Regions from separate parts of the Callithrix jacchus genome. Here region 2 is linked to region 1. The links are chromatin contacts, called in public Hi-C maps. All regions are on one chromosome and are shown on one strand. The core of a region is the stretch at or near the end of the contact, and the rest is flanking DNA. Distances in the headings are between cores, read along the strand shown. Region 1 has its middle 80 kb from the start of MAML3. Region 2 overlaps MAML3 (mastermind like transcriptional coactivator 3).

What was found. A called contact is a pair of places that touch in the nucleus more often than the background predicts.
Region 2: a contact with region 1 is called in a Hi-C map of induced pluripotent stem cells, with 2.0 times the contacts expected there. The contact joins two enhancer-like sites. A contact is called at or near these places in 3 of 3 Hi-C or Micro-C datasets (induced pluripotent stem cells and skeletal muscle).

The regions. Positions count from the first base shown.
Region 1 is chr3:56,715,330-56,721,459 of calJac240_pri, forward strand. No RefSeq gene overlaps it. Among named protein-coding and RNA genes, the nearest start is that of MAML3, 80 kb to the right of the region's middle. Within about 2 kb of position 3,577, at least 8 of the 16 cell types and tissues checked have an H3K27ac peak or open chromatin away from gene starts, as enhancers often do. A contact at or near this core is called in skeletal muscle, where this site is marked.
Region 2 is chr3:56,904,988-56,911,117 of calJac240_pri, forward strand. All of the region lies in intron 1 of MAML3 (mastermind like transcriptional coactivator 3), which reads left to right. Among named protein-coding and RNA genes, the nearest start is that of MAML3, 110 kb to the left of the region's middle. Within about 2 kb of position 3,089, at least 7 of the 16 cell types and tissues checked have an H3K27ac peak or open chromatin away from gene starts, as enhancers often do. A contact at or near this core is called in skeletal muscle, where this site is marked.

The sequences.
Region 1 (6,130 bases), core at 2,327-4,826:
GTGTGTGTGTGGAAGAGTACGTGTGTGTGAAGTGTGAGAGAGTGTGTGTAACCATGACTATGTATCTTTCTGGAATAAGCCAAACACAAATGTGAATGGCTTTCCAAGCAAGCGAAACATATAAAATGATAGTTTTATTTGCCGATTCCTTGAAAACCTTAAAAATCAGTGTGTGGACAAATTATTCATGCACCACAAACCCTGGGTTGCTGCCCTTCCTTGTGTTTTTCGAGATCATCCCATTTCCTTCGGGCTTCTCCCGGCTCTCCTCCAATCCACTCCTACCCTTGCCAAGTTGTCTCTTCCATTATTAGTCATCCTAATAAACACTCCTAATAAACACAAACCCTATAAACCAATCCAGGATGCTGCTTTTGGCTCCTCTGCTGCCTTTAGAAAAGACTGATACCTGCATTAACTTTGTCATCTGTCCTGGAGAAACCCAGCTGAGATCTCTAACATATTCTGCTGCAAGCTGCAATATAATGGACATATTTAGTGTACATTCTGTTGTTAAATGGAATCTGCATTTCTAAGTGAACTAAAATGCTTAATTATTAATAAGTTCCCCAGGGATTAGTGACATTTAGGATGATTTTATCATGCTGTAGATATTTAACAACACAATACGTATGGTGGTATCAAATTCAACCTCTTTTGTTTAAAAGAGCATTCCTCCCAAAGTCATTTGGATTCATACGCTATGTAGATTAGTCTCTGAGCATCCAGACCCAGGTAGAGGGAGAGGGAAGTTACTGAAAAATGGGATGAAATTGAAGCTGGGGCAATAGTGCAGGGAGGGGTGGAAAGAGGCACCAAGGAGCCTCATCCTGGGAGCTGGAATTGGTTGGGGGTGGGCTACAACAGGAGCTTTCACTGAGGCGGAGGCAATGGTGGCAATAAAAAGTTAATGGAAAGATCACAGGGCTAGGAATTAGGGCGCCAGTCTTCCAGTTCTGCACCAATTTGCAGCATGACTCTGAGCAAATTACTTTACCTCTCAGAGAGAGTTTTCTTCTACATATGAAAGGCATAATTGCACCTTCCTTAGCTACCTTATAGAATTGTGAGCAAGGTAAATAAAAATACCTTTCATATACCTTGCTCCAACAACTTAAGCATTTCATAACAAACAAATTCAAAGGTGGGGAAAAAGGAAATAGCATTCACCAAGCACTGTCTATGTGCTAGAGGTTGTTTCCAATACTTTTACAAACATGAAGTCAATTAGCCTTTGCAAAAAATCTGAGTCAAACCTGACTGCTCCCATTGCAGAGTAGGAGATTGAGGTTCAGGGCCTTTGCCAAAGGTCACAAAGCTAGTGGCTGAGTCAGGCTGAAAACCTAAATGGAACAGGTACATATTTGAGCAGACAATATGTGAAGGAAAATGGGTCACAACTTTAATTTTTAAATAGGAATGTTCCATCAACCTAAACATGTGGTGACTTACACATGGTGATATGCATTATCACAACATATGAACATTAACATGAAATTTTAATTATTTTGTCATCCTTCTAATTCCTGGCACAGTTCTGATATTAAGGAAGGAAAATCTCTTAGTGTCAGAAATAGATTTTTAAATAAAGTAAATGTTTAGAAGTCCTGCCATTAGGTTTGTAGGATCTTGATCTGTTGGTAGTGGATTGAATTTAACACTCATTACTTCCTTATTCCTGGAATTTCACTACGAGACTGGCTTTGGATGGCGTTTCAGACTCCAGTAGTAACAATTATTTATCTTTCCTCCATTCTTGTTCAGCACCCTGCGTTCTCCCCAGGATGGTGGAGAGCTCATTTGCATACAAATGCTCAGCACATTGTGGGTCCTGGTTGGCAGCGTTCAGCCTGGAGATAAAGTTATTGATGGCTGTTTATAAGAGAGACAAATTGGAGCAAGGTTTGGAGCAAGAGACCAGAAGCCAGTCCATCACCTGCTCCCTCGGTGACCTCACGTCACCTCTTCATGCTTCAGTTTCTCCATCTGTTGGTGGAAAGAGTGATACATGATACCTTGCTCTCAGACTGTCAGGAACATCTTTGGAAAACACTAGGAGATGCTGGAAGAGGCCTGAAAGCCTTCATAGTCCCCTAATGTGATAAAAATAAAAACTCGTCTGATGGTTTACAAATTTCAGAAAATATGTTTTTTCTCTCAAAATTAGAAGATAAAAAAGTACTTATATTTCTTCATTCATTGGTTGAGAGTGTTTCATTAAATCCATATCTGTGGCTGGACCTAATGATCCATTTAAATATAAACAGATAACCTGCTGAAGGTGCACAAGTAGATTCTTTTATTAATAATAGTTAACTTGGCTACTGTGAAATGCATTTCTACACTATGTTTAACATTTTTAGCATGCTTCCGCTCTCGCCCTCACTACACACTCACACACACTTCCCAATGGTAGAATGGCAGATAAATGGCATCATGTCCTTTATTTTACAAATGAGAAAATGTAAACTGGAAGAAGCCAAGTCCATGCAGATAATTAGGGACAGAGTTAGAAAAATGTAAGCCTCAAAATCCACTGCTTATCCCTCTCAACTTCATTTTCTAGAACCCTGAAAACTGGCTTTCTCTCTTTCTCTCTCTCTCTCTCTCTCTCTTTCTGTTTTTTTTTTACATCCTTTTTGTCCCCCTACACTTACTGATCTCACAGGGCTACAGGTGCCTTCTCCATGTTCCTTCTCTAGGAAGGCTTCTAAAGCAACACTCTCATCTCTGAGGTTATCAAGTAAAGTTTGCAGGAAAGTGAGAGCTCAGACATGACTGTTTGCTTGTTAAGCTTGTTCCTCATTGCAAGCCCGGAGAAAAACCTGCTGAAAATCATATTACCGCGTCACTGGGACCTCCAGAATGCTCTAAGTGGAGGATCCAGTCATGCTGCACAAGTAATCTGCAGGCTGAAATAGCTGCGTCGTGATGCTATTACAGACATGAGCCTGTTTTGTATGAGCTTCTAAAGTGTAGGCAGGCTTAAGAATCAGAAGGGAAAGCATGGGTTGAACACCAAAAGAGCACCTTAAACTAATATTTTTTTCACGTAGTGAATTAAATTGTAAAGCTTATTAGAAACTGATGAAGAAGCACAGAAATGCTATAGCAGATGAGGTTCCAACTCCATCGTTCACACACATCCAACAACGACTTAATTCTCTGTATCCCGTTTGCCAACCCAGTCTGCTTTTATTCCTTCCCAGTAAGTGCCTCCCAGTACCTGCCCAGTACCACTCAGCCAGAAAAGTTTCCTGAGATTTTTTAGTACTGAAACAAAGAGGGCTGCAAATGGGAAACCCAGTACAATAGACAGCCAGCTGCTGCTGGCCGTGGCATGGCTCCCCAGGCTCAGACGGAAAGAATGAACCCACTCGAAGACGCTCCTGTCTGCCCCACTTGAGGCACTACTACTAGGGCCGGCATCCCTGGGAAATTGCCCTGTAAAATGAGCAGCTCCCTTTCAATAGCAGACTCCCAGCTGCTTCCCACCTCGGAGGCTGCTATTGGGCATGACATGGCAGTCCTCCTGGCCTGGCTCGCTCTCAGCAGGACTATTAGGAGCCTGGGCTGGGAGGTACAGGTGGGTGGGGGCAATGCAGCAGCCCCAGGTGGCACACCTGCCCTTTGCATGGCCCTCTCCAGCTTTAGGTTGACGGGGCTGGTGTTGGGCGCCCTTTCCAAGTGTATTGATCTCCCCTCCTCTTCCCAAGTTGCGCCATGCACCTTCACCCACGCTAAAGCCCTGCCTGGAAACAGAACACTGTGGCCAGCCCTTCCCCCAAGAGCCAGAAGGGCCAGCTCTGGCCCACAGCCAGGCTCTAAAGAAGCAGCATAGGGCAGAGAGAGGCAGTGGGTGGGGCTGAGAGCCTTGTGTTACACATTCAAAGCCTAATTTTGGATCAGAGTCATCCTTGTAGCCAAGCCTGAAAGATCACTGAGGCCCCAAAGTGAACCCACAGCTCTGAGGCGGGGCCTGGATGAACCCTCAGCTCTCTTGCCCACATGCTACTCTCCTTAGGGAAGTTAAGTTAGGCTTGTTTGGGTTTTTGCTGGTGTTTTTTTTAACAACATCATTTGTCTTTTAGCCTCACGCTCACCGAGGGCAGCGCAGTTTCCTACCCCTATCTCTGTATACATTCACAAAATGCCTCGGCTGAGATGCTGACCAGAAGCCAGGGCTTCTAATGCTACTGCCTAGGACATGCCATTCTGCTGCTGGTCACAGCAGTCAGACAATAGGCCAGTCGCACGAGGGCAGCTGCAGGTGAAAGCAGGCACCTTCCCATTAACAACAGAACCAACTGTCTCTGGCATGGAGAGTCCTGCCAGAGGGGAACCAGACCCGAACCAGCTGTGGCCTCTGGAAGCCACAGGAGAGAGCAGGGCTGCTCCCTCTTCTTACAAGGGTGTGGGCACTTCCTTCAGAGAATTTGTTGCTGCCAAGATCAGGCTGTTGCCTCCCTGGAACTCGGGTATCGGGATGCTTGTTTGCAGAGCTGGCCAGCCAGCAGCCCAGAGCAGCTGGTTGTAATTATGCGTTGCAGCTTCAGAGGAAGTTGCTGGCTGCGGAGCGTGTGCTGGGCCTGGCTGCACATTGGCTGCTGGGCTTAAGGGAACAATGGAGATAGAAACCAGTGGCAGCAGGGAAAGGGGAGGAGCAGGACGAGGGTGAAGACAGGCAGAAAGAAAGGGCAGGAGCTGCTCCCAGCGATGAATATGGAAAAACCCACATCTGCACTCCAAGGATCCTTCTCTTGTTCCCAGACTTAAAACAAAGTGCATGCCCCTCTGTGAACAGCCCCTGACTTTTCTTTTTAAGCTGTACCTGATGCACACTGTATTTAGAGAAGTGTGCCTGGCTGACATATTGAATAGCACTCCTCAGCCTGTTTAATCTAAATTGACTGCATCTTTGTAGCAGCTGGCCACAGAGAAAAACAAAAGAATTCATGATGAAAAAGGCGAATCTCTCTTGAACAGAAAGGACCGGGGTAGTGGTAGCAGCAGTTAAACATTTCAGTACCTTGCTGAATACTGTGCCCAGATGTGTACATCAGGAGGAAAAGAAAAAAAAGACAACTTTAGAGAAGTGAAATGTGGGTTAATTAACAAGTTTTTTTTTCCTGGATGGAGAAAAACTTATTAATATCTGGTTCTTATACTTTCCAAGATTTCTTCAGTGCTTCCTAATTAGAACGTAGCAGGAAAACGAACAGAGGAAAATAAGTGACTTGTTGGGGGTGGGGGGCTTTCTTCCTGCTGCCTGTGTTTGGAGCCTCCCCCCATGCCCCTCAAACCAGCAAAGATCTTCAAGTATTTATGGACAGTGACATCTACTTAGTCCTTCTGTGGTCCCTTCCTCCTTTCAGTTGAGAGCTTGCTTATAGCATCCACACAGCTCAGAATCCCCAAGAAAGTATGCAGAATCCCATGTTTCTGCCAGCTCAGGGAATAAGTTGAAGGCCCCAAACCAGACAGTGCAAAGGCCTGAGAGTCTTGTGGCCTCTTGGTGACCCCTCTTTACTTGTACCACTCCTGATTTATGTTGCTTTAAAAGGGCGGGTGTCCTACCTGTTATTTGGCACCCTTGATGTATAAAACTGACATCCACGCACAATGACACACTATTGGCTTGGGTTGGTAAATGAGGAGGCAATTTCATTATCTTTTCCCCTCGTCCATTGCCTAGCACAAGATTACTTGAAATGCTATCAATCAGTAGATATGAATGCAGGGAAGTGCCCAGCTTGTGTGTGGGCATGGCAGCCTTGTGCCCTAATGATTACAGAAAATAAATGATGATGCTATTGTCTTTAGGACGGATTGCAGGTTCTCCTTATTGCCTGAGTAAAGAGATTATGGTGACAGGTCAAAAGGATTTTTCCAGTAAGTTCCAAGTAGGTACTATTTTTTCTTCATTTTCCTTCCTTCTCTTTCCTTCCACTTTGGTCCTAATTTTTTTTTTTAGCAGAGTCTCACTCTGTTGCACATGCTGGGAATGCCGTGGCATGATCATATAGCCTTGAACTCCTAGGCCCAAGGGATCCTCCCATTTCACCTTCCAAGCACGTAAGACTACAGGTGCATGCCACCATGCCCAGTTAATTTTTTAATAAACATGTGG
Region 2 (6,130 bases), core at 1,839-4,338, 190 kb after region 1:
AGGTGTGTTCTGCCAGTGGGAAATTCTATGGAAAAGAATGAAAATGTCACTGTTGTGCTATTAATTGGTTACATAGCTGGCTACCCCGCAGTGGCTCCACCTTGTGGATTGATGTCTCAGTGGAGAGCCAGCACAGCCGCTTTTCTGAGTATCCTTTCGCTTCATACTCATTTTAGTGCTACAACATTAGAGTTAGGCAGGTAGAGGTGGGTACATTTAGCCTTTTATTTAACTTATGTGTGAACCATTTCTGGGCTTTTCGTAGGTTTTACTTGAGGCTTGCACATTCTTATTTTTTTTCCTTAACCCATTTCATGAAAGCAACTGATAAATGAGGTCACAAAGTAAGAACTTAAAGAAGAGTATAAATAAGGGCCATCGCAACTCTGAGACAATAACACAAATGATCACACGGGGTGAGGCATCAGTAAGAGATCTGAGATCGTCCTCACAGGGATTCAGAGAGAATTGCCTGGTTCTGGTGGTCCAGTGGCCAAGTCACAAGCTTTACATCAGGAAGCCTGGTTCTTATCCTGGCACCTCCACCAGCTTGCTTTGTGACGTTGGGTAAACTGCTGAGCTCCTCTGTTTTCCAGCAGGAAAATGAGAATAGCACAATGTAACATCCAATTATTTCAAGTCTAATGTTTGGGAATAAAAAGCAAATATTTGCATAGCACTTCAAGCATCCAGAAAGAAGGGTGATATTTAAATTTTCAGCATTACTTGTGTTCTGTTCAATGTGTACCTATCTTGGTGAAGATTTGTTAGACAGTCTTTGTCAAAAATGAAACAAGCTATACCTCCTGAACCATTAAATTGATTAAATTAATTTTTTTTTTTTTTGAGATGGAGTCTCATCCCTTTCACCCAGGCTGGAGTGCAGTGGCTCAATCTCAGCTCACTGCAACCTCCGCCTTGGGTTCAAGTGATTCACCTGCCTCAGCCTCCCGAGTAGTTGGGATTGCAGGCATGCGCCACCTCTCCTGGCTAATTTTTTTGTGTATTTTTAGTAGGGACAGGGTTTCACCATATTGGCCACACTGGTCTCGAATTCCTGACCTCAGGTGATCCACCCGCCTCAGCCTCCCAAAGCGCTGGGATTACAGGCGTGAGCCATTGTGCCTGGCTTAAAGTATTAATTTTAAAATCTGACTTACTGCTCTTGGTGCCTTTAATATGGTTTTAAGTCAAGGGTTTCGTTAATGATTTTGTTTCTTGCCTTTTCTAGATTTATAGATGTTGTTCTCAACATATAGGTATTTTTGCTATGCCTTCAGAGCAGTATAACTTTGACTTCCATAATTAAATGAATTTCTTTCTCAATGGGAGGAAATTTCTGGCATCTAAATGCATAAAGTAAAAGGGATGGATTAATTAACATGCTCTTGTATAAACTAGAAGTGGAGTTTCTAGATACCATGATTGTACTAGTGTTTCATACCATATTTTTCTCTGCAGAGCGAAATTCAGTGGATACTGAGTAAAACTTTCATTTTTTTCCAGGATAACTTCATTGGGTATCAAAGAGGATTAACAAGTAATTTCAATGTCGTGATTCTGAAGGAGGTGTGGGCTCTGTGCAGACTTACGTTTTCTGTCCCTCTTGTATGGAATCACTGTGAGAGTTAGTCACTTTATAGATTGAGAGTGTGTTGTATCCCCATGAGTGAGGACTCCTGCCTATAGAAGGTCCTGACTTATAGGTTCAGAGGCCATCCTTAGAATGAGAGGGCTGAACATTTCCTTCTCCAGGTGTTAGCCCAGAGCAGAGAGAAATGTGTTCTGTGGAGCCCACAGCAGTGGAACAAATGGCTGCTTTGGAGAACCTGGGAGGTGGTGTGAGGATGTACAGCTGTACCCCGAGCAGTAGGTGTCACTGTAGTCAGTGGCTTTTACTACTCAGAGCCTAAGGGGTTAATTGGGTCTGGTTTAGAAGAACAGACACAGGCCCATCTGTGCCTTCTGACAAAGTGTTGGGCTTTGTCTCTAGGACACCAGTTGACTCCAATGAAAGACCCAAGTTGACTCCCATTTCTTCTCTAAGAATGAAAGAAGGATGCTTTCCCATTTATATTTTAGGGTCTAAGGCTAGGATCTTAGATGTTATGGGGTGGGATGGGTTGGGATAGATAAGTAGGTGAGCTAATCCTTCTAAAGTTTGATGGGGAGACCTAGAATAGAGAGGAAGGAAAATTCTATTAAGAGAAATGAAAGAATATAGAATAGCAGAATACATTTCCTTGTTGTTATTGGCACTGAGCCCTGTTATATTCAGGCAGTTTGAGCTTTTAGAACTTCTATCAGCATCCTTCTTAGAAATTTCCCTTTTACCACAAAGGAGGCAAAGGAAAAAAAGTCTCTTTCTAGCAGAGATGTACTTCTCTTTTGCCACCTTCCACTCCAGAAAGTTAATTTTCAAATGCTAAAATGGAATTTAAGATTTAGAAATAGCTACTGTGTTGACTAATTTTAAAAAAATCCTGTAATTACGTAGCCAATTCCTTTTTCAAGTACACCCAATTTTACTTTTTCTTTTCTAGTAGCACCCTGGTGTGAAAACAAAGTAAAACCGAGTAAACTCACTGCAGAGTTTTAGATGCATCTTATCTCTTATTTTTTTGCCTAGATAACCATCTTTCTCTCCACCCACCATCCAGGCAGCACAGTGTAGTTTGTCCTTTAAAAAAATGAAGGCAACGTGTATGATTTATATGTAGATACTCATTAAAAATAACTCCTGTCCAGTCTTTGCTCTTCCCCCATAACCTGCCTGTTGGTTGTTGTTAACACCCTGATTAAGCCTTGCTCTTAATAGTACAATATATTAAGCTCAGCCTGCTCTCTTCCCCCCTCTGTCTCCCTGTGAGTGAGTAGCTCATTTTAAACCATCCGCACACTTGCTGAGCCAGGTGGCGTTGCTTCCTGCCTCTCCTGCTCGCTGTTGCTAAGTGAGAGGCACCATATCATACATAAAGCTGAACCAATAGCATCCTGACCCCCATAGGCTGGTAAAAGCTGAAGAAAGAGAATCCCACAGCGTTGTCTGTGACCGGTGGGTCCTCCTCTCCCTCCCACCTTTTCTTTTCCAACAGGAAAGGGAGGCGGCCAGGGAGATGGTAGGAGGAAGAGGGAAGAAAGAATGGGGGAGGTGAATCCTAATATGCCTTGCAGTACTTGAGATAAATGCCATTTTTTTCTTTGTGAAGAAAAGGAATGGTAGCTTCTCTTGTGCAATCACAGCCCAGCAGATGCGCTTCTTTCTGCCCCCAAACTGCCTGTGTTGACAAAGCTCAAACTCTGAATAAGATGTCTGTTGACCTGCATATCTGCTTTGCTCCTCTCTCTTTCTCTCTCTCTTGCTATGAATCCTTTAATCCCCACAGTTTTGCAGATCTTGGCACCCCTGTTCATTCTTCCTCTTCATCTTTCTTGTTTCATTTCTGTCTCACAGTATTCTTTCTAGAATGCATTTCCTTTGAATATAAAAATTAGCAAAGAGTATTTTGTATATCGTCTTGTGAGGAAGTCATCAGATCATCCTAGGGAATGGGGCAAGGGAAGAGGAATATTTATAAAGGGGATTTTTAAAAACTCGTTAAGATTTTCAGTCTTGGCAGGGTCTAAGCAAGTACAAAGTGAAATGTGAAAGGCTGTTCTTAACTGGATAACTGCCAGTATAGACAGCCAATGGTATAGTTGAGATTACACAGAGGAAATGACCTTTCTCCTGTAATTACCTGGATATTTTAGGCAACATCAGACCCAAGTTACCTGGGTAATTATGGCTTCATAGATTTGAACTTAGGACAAAAGAGATTCCAGTGAAGTTTTCCACGGAAAACATTTGCTATCTTTGGTAATAAACATAGTGAAGGCACCCACTGTTTTTGCAACCATGTGAAGCCCTGTTACAAGACTTTCTTCAGTTCTATGCCTAGTAGGTTCCCAATAAATTTCTCCTGACCTTTTGGAGATGGCTTTATTATTTGGTCACTTGTAGGCCTTTTGAAAAAATGACCTGTGTTTATTTCTGAATGGGTATTGAGGTTTCCTGTAACCTCTTCCTGAATTTGCTCGTGTTTTGGGAGGATATCAAAGGAATGATATTCATGTTTAAACTGTCTATTTCCCTCAAGAAACTTTCCTTTCATTCTTGAAAGGAATTTTCTGGCCCTACTACTGGGCCAGAAATCCAGTCCACTTACTCAGGATCACACAGAAAAGTGATCATTATTCTCCTGTTCCACCTGTTTTTTCCCAGCATTTACACTAATTTTTGTCTGGTTGTTTGAACCAAAACTAAAATGTTTTCTTAAAGGAAAGTATGTAGGGTCAGATTAAGCAAAAGAGAAAAGCCTTATCAAATGTTGAGAACTGGATTTTTTGTTGTTGTTGTTCAAAGAGCCTATCTTTTTCTTATTATCATGAACTTAAAGATGGTCAGTGCCGTCATTGCTGACTTACAATATTTAAAGCTAAAATTCGTAGGCAGTCTTCAAACTTCATTTCATTTCATTTCAGTCTCCTCCAAGCGAAACCAGAGCTATTTACAGGTAGCCAAATGCTCAGATCTGAGCAGCGCCTCCATCTTCTGCTGTGCCCATTTTTTGGGGGGAAGGTGTAAATAACAAACTCAAGCTCCAAGAGCGGGCAATGAAGTTTAAAAATAAAGGACTGGCCGCCAAGTCCTGTAAAACTGGCTTGTCCTGCAGTTAGCCGGCAAGCCAGTCAGGATATTATTAGGTATTATTCATTCATCGCTCTTCTATTTTGTGCTCAGCCCTTTGCTGAGAGTTTGGAGCTGGAAGCGCAGCGTGAACCACGTTCTGGCTCCGCGCCTTCATCTCTGGGTTGCAGTCCTCTCAGTTTCACCAACTTCATTATTCAGATACAGGCGCTGCGCTTCCGCCAAGTAAACCTGCCAGGACCAGCTCTTCTTGCTTCTCTTCTTCTTCCTGGTGTGTAATTCTCTGCCTTCAAATCCCTGCTTCACACCCACCTCGGCTGCCCTGAATTTCCTAACTCAGCCAGCCAAGCACAAATCCCTCTAAGTCCCTCAGCGCGTTCCTCCCAAATCCGCACTTGCCCAACAGTCTGTCTAGGCACTAGCTGTGACATCGCCCTGGATACCTGATCAGGGCAATGATACCTCTGCTTTGTCCCCCTGTGCCTTTGCTTAGGCTGCGCCCTCCTTTCAGACCGCTTCTCCCCTCATCTCTCCCTGTGGAAATCTTGGCCTCAAAAGCCTATCTCAGATGCAGTTTCTTCACTGAAACTCTTCTCCTAGTCTCTTCCACTCACACTTCATCTTCCAGTCCTTCGAAACACCATGGCCACTTTTTTCCGACCTCTCCTTCAGAACTTTCCATCTTCTACTTAGAGTTGTCTTTACAGTACACTTGGCCCCAACTGCAGCTCAGAGGAGGTGCTTCGCCAGTCTCCTATATTCCACACGAGCCTTTCTGCAGAATTGCCACAAAAAAATAGGTATAATTACATATAGACTGCATTTATTTTGCAAACACAGCCTCAAGACAGTCCCCCTTCCCCGTGCCCTTTGCAACCCAGTTGCCAACCCTTAATTCCTCCTTTACAGAAAATCTGAAACCAGGCCGGTCGCAGTGGCTCAAGCCTGTAATCCCAGCACTTTGGAAGGCCGAGGCGGGTGGATCACGAGGTCAAGAGATCGAGACCATTCTGGTCAATATGGTGAAGCCCCATCTCTACTAAAAAAAAAAAAAAAAAGAAATACAAAAAATTAGCTGGGCATGGTGGCACGTGCCTGTAATCCCAGCTACTCAGGAGGCTGAGGCAGAATTGCCTGAACCCAGGAGGCGGAGGTTGCGATGAGCCGAGATTGCACCATTGCACTCCAGCATGGGTAACGAGCGAAACTCGGTCTCAAAAAAAAAGAAAATCTGAAACCAGATTCTCCATCTTAAGTGATTCCGGCCCAGAGCTGTATCTTCCTCGTCTTTGTATTTCCCACTTACTGTAACTGTCTTGCAGCCAGTAGACACTAAAGAAATACCTGTTGAATGGTTGCATAATGAAGTCCAGAAAACCTGAAAGATTATGTCTATAATTCGCCAGGTTTTCAAACTGTATGTGTAGAGAAGAATGAAGT